Regions from separate parts of the Mus musculus genome. Here region 1 is linked to region 2. Evidence: chromatin contacts called from public Hi-C data. All regions are on one chromosome and are shown on one strand. Each heading gives the region's core, a stretch centred on a gene start, on an enhancer-like site or on the middle of the called end of the contact. The rest is flanking DNA. Distances are from core to core; before and after follow the strand shown. Region 1 has its middle 37 kb from the start of Gm40931. Region 2 overlaps Cd83 (CD83 antigen).

Region 1 (3,655 bases), core at 1,097-3,596, 870 kb before region 2:
TATCCTAGTCTTCTTCTATTATTTGATTCCTCTCCTCCCCACCTTCCCAATTCACAAACTACTGAGAGTTTAGAATATAGGAAAAGTCTTACAGCTCTCAGATAAGTTGCTGGCTGCATTTTAACAAAAGCAATGAATCCTCCAGAAAGGAAATAGAGGAAGAATGCAAGAGACACTTAAGAAGCAATAGCCACAATAAAACCAGGGGCTTACAATATAGCTCAGCCTGTAGAGGTTTTCCCCTACCATTCTCGAAGCCTTGAGTTCAATACCCAGCACCCTATAAAACGAGGTGTGGTGGCCCCTGCCTGTAATTGCAGTAACCTGGAGGGAGAAGCATGAGGATCCGAAGTTCAAGGTCATTCTCTCCAACATATCAAGTGTAAGGCCTTGTATCCCCAGAATTCCTGGAATGTATGAGGCCTTGTATCAAAGCAAACACAGGGCTGAGGAGGTGACTCTGGGCAGAACATTTGCCACCAAACCTGATGACCTACCTGAGTTTGATCCCTGGGACCCCCTTGTGTAGAAAGGAGAGAAGTGACCCCTGAAAGCTGCACTCTGACCTTTCTTTAGAACAAAACAATTATTTAATGAATTATGTCGGTCCTCACCTTCTATCTTGTTAAGGTAAGATCTCTCTTGATCCTTTTGCTGTGCCTCGCCCTCAAGGCTACTAGCCTGCTAGCTTTGGGATAGTTCTGTCTCGGAATGCCAGGATTATAGACCTGCACCATTGTCAGTCACTGGCTGTTTTATCTGGTTTCCTGAAATTGGTCTTGGTGGTCAAGCTCCCGGCGTGTGATTTTGCACACTGAGCTGCCTCCCTGGCTTCTAGTTCTTTCTCCTCCTCCTCCTCCTCCTCCTCCTCCTCCTCCTCCTCCTCCTCCTCCTCCTCCTCCTCCTCCTCCTCCTCCTCTTCTTCTTCTTCTTCTTCTTCTTCTTCTTCTTCTTCGTCTCCTCCCTCCCCCTCCCCCCCCCCCCATCTTGTGACTACAGACCTGAGGAATGCAACTTAAGGAAAGAAGGATGTATTTCAGCTCAGTCCCCACAATGACACAAAATGTAGGCAGGGAGAGCTAACTTGAATGAGGTGTGAGAAGGCTAGTTACATTGTGTTCACAGGAAAGAGAGAAGGAAAGGGGAGGGGGAGAGGGAGAAGTAGAGAGTGGAGAGAATCAGAGAGAGACAGAGACAGTCACAGAAAGGGACATAGAGGGAGACAGAGTAAGAGAGAGACAGAGAGAGTGAGAGACAGAGAGAGAGAGAGAGCAAGCACCTACTGGCTTCCTGCTTCTTTCTTTCTTATTCAGCCTGGAGCACTGAAAAATGCTAATGCCATGGACATTCAAAGTGACTCTTCTCTCTTTAGTTAAACATCTCTGGAAAGACACGTCTGAGGTGTTTTCTAGACGATTCTAAGTATCACCAAGCTGACAATAAAGACAACGTACTTTCTTTCAAAGTTTAAACTCACACACTGTGTGTGTTCGCTCCTGCTCGTGTGAGTGAGTGCAGGAGAGCATGCTCACAGCCATGTCGCGAAGATCAGAGGACATCCTGGAGCCAGTTCTCTCCTTCTGCTATGTGAGTCCCAGGGGTAGAATTCAGTTCCTCATTCTTGGCGGCAAGCACGTCTACCTGATGAGCCATGGAGGTGTAAGGAGAGAGCTAAGGGAACATTTGAGCAAGGAAGAGAAGAGGCAGCAGTCAAATCCGGGTGTGGTGGTTCACCTGTCATCTCAGCACGCAGAGGCTAAGGCAGGAGGAACCCCGTGAGTTCAGGGTCAGGGTAAGATACACGGTGAGCTCAGGTCAACCTGGGCTACAGCGTGAAGCTCGTTTCTAAACAAAACCGTGAAAAAGCACAAAAGAGAAGCCGAAGGAGGAGCAAAGAGAAAAGGAGCCAGTGCCACAGACCCAGCCAACGAGCCTGCGGGAGCCGTGATGCCAAGGAGCAAGTGATACCCAAAGCAGCGGCAGGTGACAACGCAGACATTCTGGAGAACAGAAGGGCACTTGGGGCAGAGAGCCAAAGCCACATAGGGTTGACTTTTTTTTTTTTTTTAAAGGATTAGGGATGAATCATCACCTTCATAAGCATAAATTGCCATATGCTAGCTATCAGTCGAGTGGAAAGCAGACAGCAAGTCGCCGAACTGGTCCTTCAGCCTCTGTCCTGCTGCTGGGCTGTGGGAGAGCTCAGATTCCCTCAGAGAAGATCTCATGCTCGTGGGTGTCTCTGGTGGCATGGTCCTCACCCACTCCTTCCTTTGGAGCGAGACGAAACCCATATAAACCTCATAGAAACTCAACCCCCCGTAAAGCCTCCGGACAGTGCTGAGGTTAGCAGAGGGGGAAGTTAGCCGAGCCACTAATGACAGATTCCGCCGCGAAAGCTCTGTAAACACTCTGTAATTAATTACAGAGAAAAGGGGGGTCGGGATACTTTTTTTTTTTTTTTTTTTTAGGTCACAGACTCCTTTGAAAATCTAATGGAAGCAACAGACCCCTCTACCCAGGAAGAAAGCATGTGTGTATATACATGCCAGGTTTTATTGATGTCTGGATGATCGTGAAAATCTTGAGATCAGGGCCAAGAGGGTCCACAGACACCTAGGTGAGAAGCCCTGACGGACACACGTTGACATCTGTAATCCTGTTTATTCAAACTCTCTCGGAGAGATGTCTGCTGCCAAGATCAGACAGAGAGGTATGACCAAAGTGTGGAGGAGAATGGAGAGGGCCTCATATGAGCTACAAAACAGCAGTGGAGTTCAACTCAGACCTGGAAGGTCAGTTTTCATCTGTTTGTTCTCCTGGGAATTTGAAACCTGTTATTAGAAAAATAACCTATTGATTGCTGGTGCTAAGGTTTGAACTCAGGGCCCCAGGCTTGCCAAGAACACAATCTCTCTCTAATAAATTCTTTGCTGGATATATATATATATATATATATATATATATATATATATATATATGTGTGTGTGTGTGTGTGTGTGTGTGTGTGTGTGTGTATATAAAACATTGTTTGTTTGTTTGTTTGTTTGTTTATTTATTTATTTATTCAGTTTTGGTTTTTTTGAGACAGGGTTTCTTTGTGTGTGACCAAGCTGGCCTCAGATTCATAGAGATACGGATACTTCTGCCTCCAAAGGGTTGGTACTGAAGGTGTCCGCCTCCATGGCTGGTTTAGAGTTGTTTAAAAGTTATTTTTTAAAAAAATCTTGTTTTGTGTGTATGGGTGCTTTGTCTGCATGTCTGTCTGTGCACCACATGAGTGCCTGGTGCTTGAGCAAGCCAGAAGAGGTTGTTGCATCCCCTGGACCTGGAGCTAGAGATGTTTGTTAGCTAAGGTGTGGGTGCTGGGAGCCTTTAACCAATAAACTCTCTCTCCAGCTCCCATGGAATGGAGTTTTAAAATTTCTCTCCATTAAAATGTTAGTTTAAAAGGCAATTTCTAGAGCAGCTTCTGGTGAGGTTTATGGGAAAATTATGATAATCTTACAGCTTTCTGTCATCCCTCCCCCATTTTCTTTTTATTCAACACCTTGCATTATTGCAAGAAATTGTGACTATGCTTCTAGTTTACTTTAGGATGTTATTTTTCTGAGTTTTTGCAAAACTACCCCACATACTAAACTGCAGTTTTATA
Region 2 (3,723 bases), core at 773-3,272:
GGGGTACTTATCTGAACAAAAAAAAAAAAAAAAAAAAAAAAAAAGGAAAAGGAAAGCCAGCATGTCTGTATGTGCATCACACGCATGCAGTACCCATAAGGGACAGAAGAGGGCAACTGATTTCCGGGAACTGGAGTTGGGTCTGGGAGCAGATCCTAGGTCCTCTGCAATGACAGAAAGTGGCCTTAACCACTGAGCCATTTCTCCATCCCCTTTCGTGTGCTATTTTTTTTACAAAGGAAACACAAACTATTATTAACTACCTAATCAACCCAACCAAACAAAGCTGCCAAGAAGGGAACAGCTCAGGGTCCTGAGACTCCAGGTAACTATGGTCTCACTCTGCTGCCTGTGTGTCTGGGGCCACAACCCTGGCAGATTAGCAGGCACTGGTTGGCTTCCAGGCTCTGCTGTGATGAGACCTGCTAAATATTACCAGGAATACAAACAAAACAAAACAAAACAAAACAAAACAAAACAAAAACAAAAAACTGCAGGCTGCCTCTTAGAACAGGCAGCTGATGTGTGTCTGTATTCATGTGCTGGGACATCCCACAGCAAAATTGGTATAACTGTAGATCTAATCCCATGGACAAGGGAAAGTGTAAGAACAAAGATTTTCCTAGATGTGAAGACAATAAATTCAGCCCATGGTCCTTTGAAATAGTAGATAGGATGCAATTGGGGCACTAGAAGCCAATAAATTCTCCTTAATCTCTCTCTGTCTCTCTGTCTCTGTGTCTGTCTGTCTGTCTCTGTCTTTCTCTCATACACATGCACACACAGAGAGAGAGAGAGAGACAGACAGACAGACAGACAGACACAGACACATTTGCAAACACTAAATAGTAAACTTGAAACATGGAGTCAACCTGCTATTAAGTGTCAATAATGTATCTAGTAAAGTCTATCTAAAATGACAGGAGCACCCCCTCTGCCTGGTCTCTCTCACAGTATAGCTCTCATGCCTATGGAGAGTAGGTTTCACTGTGCATTCTCCAAAGGCAACATGCAACACCCACAGAGTCAACTTATTCCTTTTAAGGAAACAAGCTTGCCAGAAGTTGTGTGAACCCTGGCATTGCTTCTGTTCCCATTACCTTCTTTCTTGGTCTCCTGTCCTCTGAACATTGCCAGACACTTAGCCGTTCTGTGGACTCTCTCAGTCTTCTGAATGTATCTATTAAACCAATAACTGTTCTTACTCTAAATCTTCTGACTGACATGGCACAACTTCGGACATCTGCATTCCTCAAAATAAGACTAAGCTGCCCTGGTGCATTCATTTGTAGAGCATTTAACAATGGGTTGAATCCATTCAAAGTAGTTCTGCAGCTTTTACAGGCACTAGTGTATTTCATCTTCACAAAGAGCACCTCACCCATGAGTCTTTTATAGCCACCACAGACACTTGTATAGATCTTTCATAACAGCTTAGAGGTTAGGGGTCTATTTGAAAATCTCCAATAAAACCCCATGAATCCCAAGGTCAGGAGCCCCAACTTTATACATATCATTTGGAAGCAGAACCTCCCTTTCGGTCCCGTCCCCACTCCCCCGTGATTACCTAGGTGGACAAGCTGGCCGTTACCACCTGGTAGGGATGCAGCTCTGGAAAGGAGTGCCATGTCACAGAAGTCTGACAGCCATGTGTCCCTTCCCCACCCCCACCCCCTGTCCTGTCCCAGCCACAGACTCGGGGAAGCAGCCAGTCATTTACCACTACCATTTCTGCATTCTTACTCTCCACTCAGCACCCAAACACTCACTCTAAAGTCGGGATCATTTTAAAGATAGAAAAGAAGAACACACCTCTTCACATGCATTCTTTTAATAGCATGAAAGTCATGGCTGAGAGGTAAGCACGCTGTATCTGCTCAGCATCCCTTTTACTTTCATAGTGTGGGTGATGGGCACACCATTAGTGGGACAAAATCTCTTTGGGAAGCAAATGAGGAAGGAGCCCAGCTCATTAAAGAAATGCAACAATGTTACATCAATGCAACATCTGAGAACTTCCTCCTGTCGTGGCGCAATAGCTCCCCTAGGTCCATATCTTCAAGAACTTGTGATTAGTCCTTCAAGCGCAAAGCGCTGAGCCAGTCTCCACGTTTCTCAGGAGGAGTTCACACAGAAGACCATGCTCATGTCCTTTTTGTAGCCTCCTGTGTTTGGATTGATGGGCAAGCTGAGATATGACAGGCATTCGCTCAGCTCCAGAACTCTAGGATATCAACAAGGTAACAGCCCAGTAGAGTTGCCAATGTATTCACTACATTCAGCTTTCCCCAAGCAACTTCACATCCATTGTATTCAACCCAGACTAAACTATCTGGTTTACTAACCAGAGAGTGAAAACCACAAGTGACTCGTCCAGAATCATACAGACAATCTTGTGGCCAGACTTCTGGTTTCTCAGTCCATTGTCTGCCCTTCCCAGCAGGGCACTGTACAGTGCTTCTAGCTTGCTGTCCCTATTTTGAGGAACATTCTCCATCTTCTCTCAGGCTGCTTGTCAGCTAGCAATGCTATGTAACTAGACCTTCATATTTTAAAAAAGGAAAGAAACACACTTCTTTGAAAAAACATGAAAAATTCTTCTTTGACAAGTACATGAAGATTAAAAAAATAAATGTGGCATCCCTCTGTATTGCTGCTTTTGTGGATGTCTTTTCCAGATGAAAAGGCCCTGCTGGGGAATAGTTCACTGACCTCTCATTTCTATGTACACATAATACTCCTTACTAATAGCAGGACCTTCGCACTGGGAAATTATTTGCTAAATATTTCCCACTGGCTCACAGCTTGGCCTGTCAATTTCCGCCAGATGTGAGACATCTGGGCTGGTGCAACGAAACAGGACAAATTCAAAGAGATGTATCCCAGATGTAGGAGAGGACAGCTGTCCTCAGGAGTCTGTCACAGGGCCAGCTCAGAGTGTTCAAATTTCCCATGACCCTGCTTCACCTGCATCTCACCATAGCTTGTAGATGACTGAAAAGCACTCACGAGGTTGACCAGATAGCCACATGAAACATTAAGCTGACAGCCACAGAGAAGCGGTGATACTCCATGCTTCGTGATCATATGATGGTGCTCAAGACCCTGTGTCAGGGAGTAGTGTGGAGCCCACTGTCAGGTGAAGGACTTCAAAGAAAGGTTGCCATCTGAGGATGGAGCTCATTCTTCTCTTGTCCGGGTGGCATTCAGGCACACTGATCTGATGTGCCCTTGGCTTTGTAAAAACCAGTGGAGATCCTACTCATACCGTTTCTGTCTTAGGAAGGGTCACTGGCCCCAAATGTTTGCTTGGGGAGGTGACTGGAAGAAAAGCTTGTTCCGTACCAGGTTTAGAAATATCTGGGAAAATGCTTTGTAGTCGTGCAAATTTCTGTAAAAAGGGAAAAGAAAAGATGTTGAGAAACTAGTCATTGGGAAAACTTGGCGGTTGTCATCTCTCCCCCTGAGAGCTGGCTGGACACTTCACTGTGGAAGTTCTTGCTATACTCACCACCCCTCATTCTTTATAAGCTATATGTGCCACCTCCCTGATATTTCCAAATCTCATCAGGACACTCACTGATTCCAGACTTCAGTGATCTGTATCTCCTACTGTCACAGAACAGTGTGGAAAGTCAGTGCCTATGGAAGGAGACATCTGCCAACAAGAAACTGACACAGCCTTCTTAAATGTATTTGTCTGACCATTCTAGTTACTTCTTC

The links. A called contact is a pair of places that touch in the nucleus more often than the background predicts.
Region 1: a contact with region 2 is called in a Hi-C map of bone marrow-derived macrophages, with 9 read pairs. The contact joins two enhancer-like sites. A contact is called at or near these places in 4 of 39 promoter capture datasets (hippocampal neurons, liver and pre-B cells), 1 of 484 Hi-C or Micro-C datasets (bone marrow-derived macrophages), 1 of 115 datasets of contacts at active chromatin or transcription factors (embryonic basal ganglia) and 1 of 9 other capture datasets (embryonic stem cells).

The regions. Positions count from the first base shown.
Region 1 is chr13:44,672,167-44,675,821 of GRCm38.p6, reverse strand. No RefSeq gene overlaps it. Among named protein-coding and RNA genes, the nearest start is that of Gm40931, 37 kb to the right of the region's middle. Within about 2 kb of position 2,346, at least 76 of the 459 cell types and tissues checked have an H3K27ac peak or open chromatin away from gene starts, as enhancers often do. A contact at or near this core is called in bone marrow-derived macrophages, where this site is marked.
Region 2 is chr13:43,801,225-43,804,947 of GRCm38.p6, reverse strand. It overlaps Cd83 (CD83 antigen), which reads right to left. Exons shown (of 5, transcript NM_009856.3): 5 at 1,815-3,391. The coding sequence ends at 3,263. Among named protein-coding and RNA genes, the nearest start is that of Cd83, 18 kb to the right of the region's middle. Within about 2 kb of position 2,022, at least 7 of the 459 cell types and tissues checked have an H3K27ac peak or open chromatin away from gene starts, as enhancers often do. A contact at or near this core is called in bone marrow-derived macrophages, where this site is marked.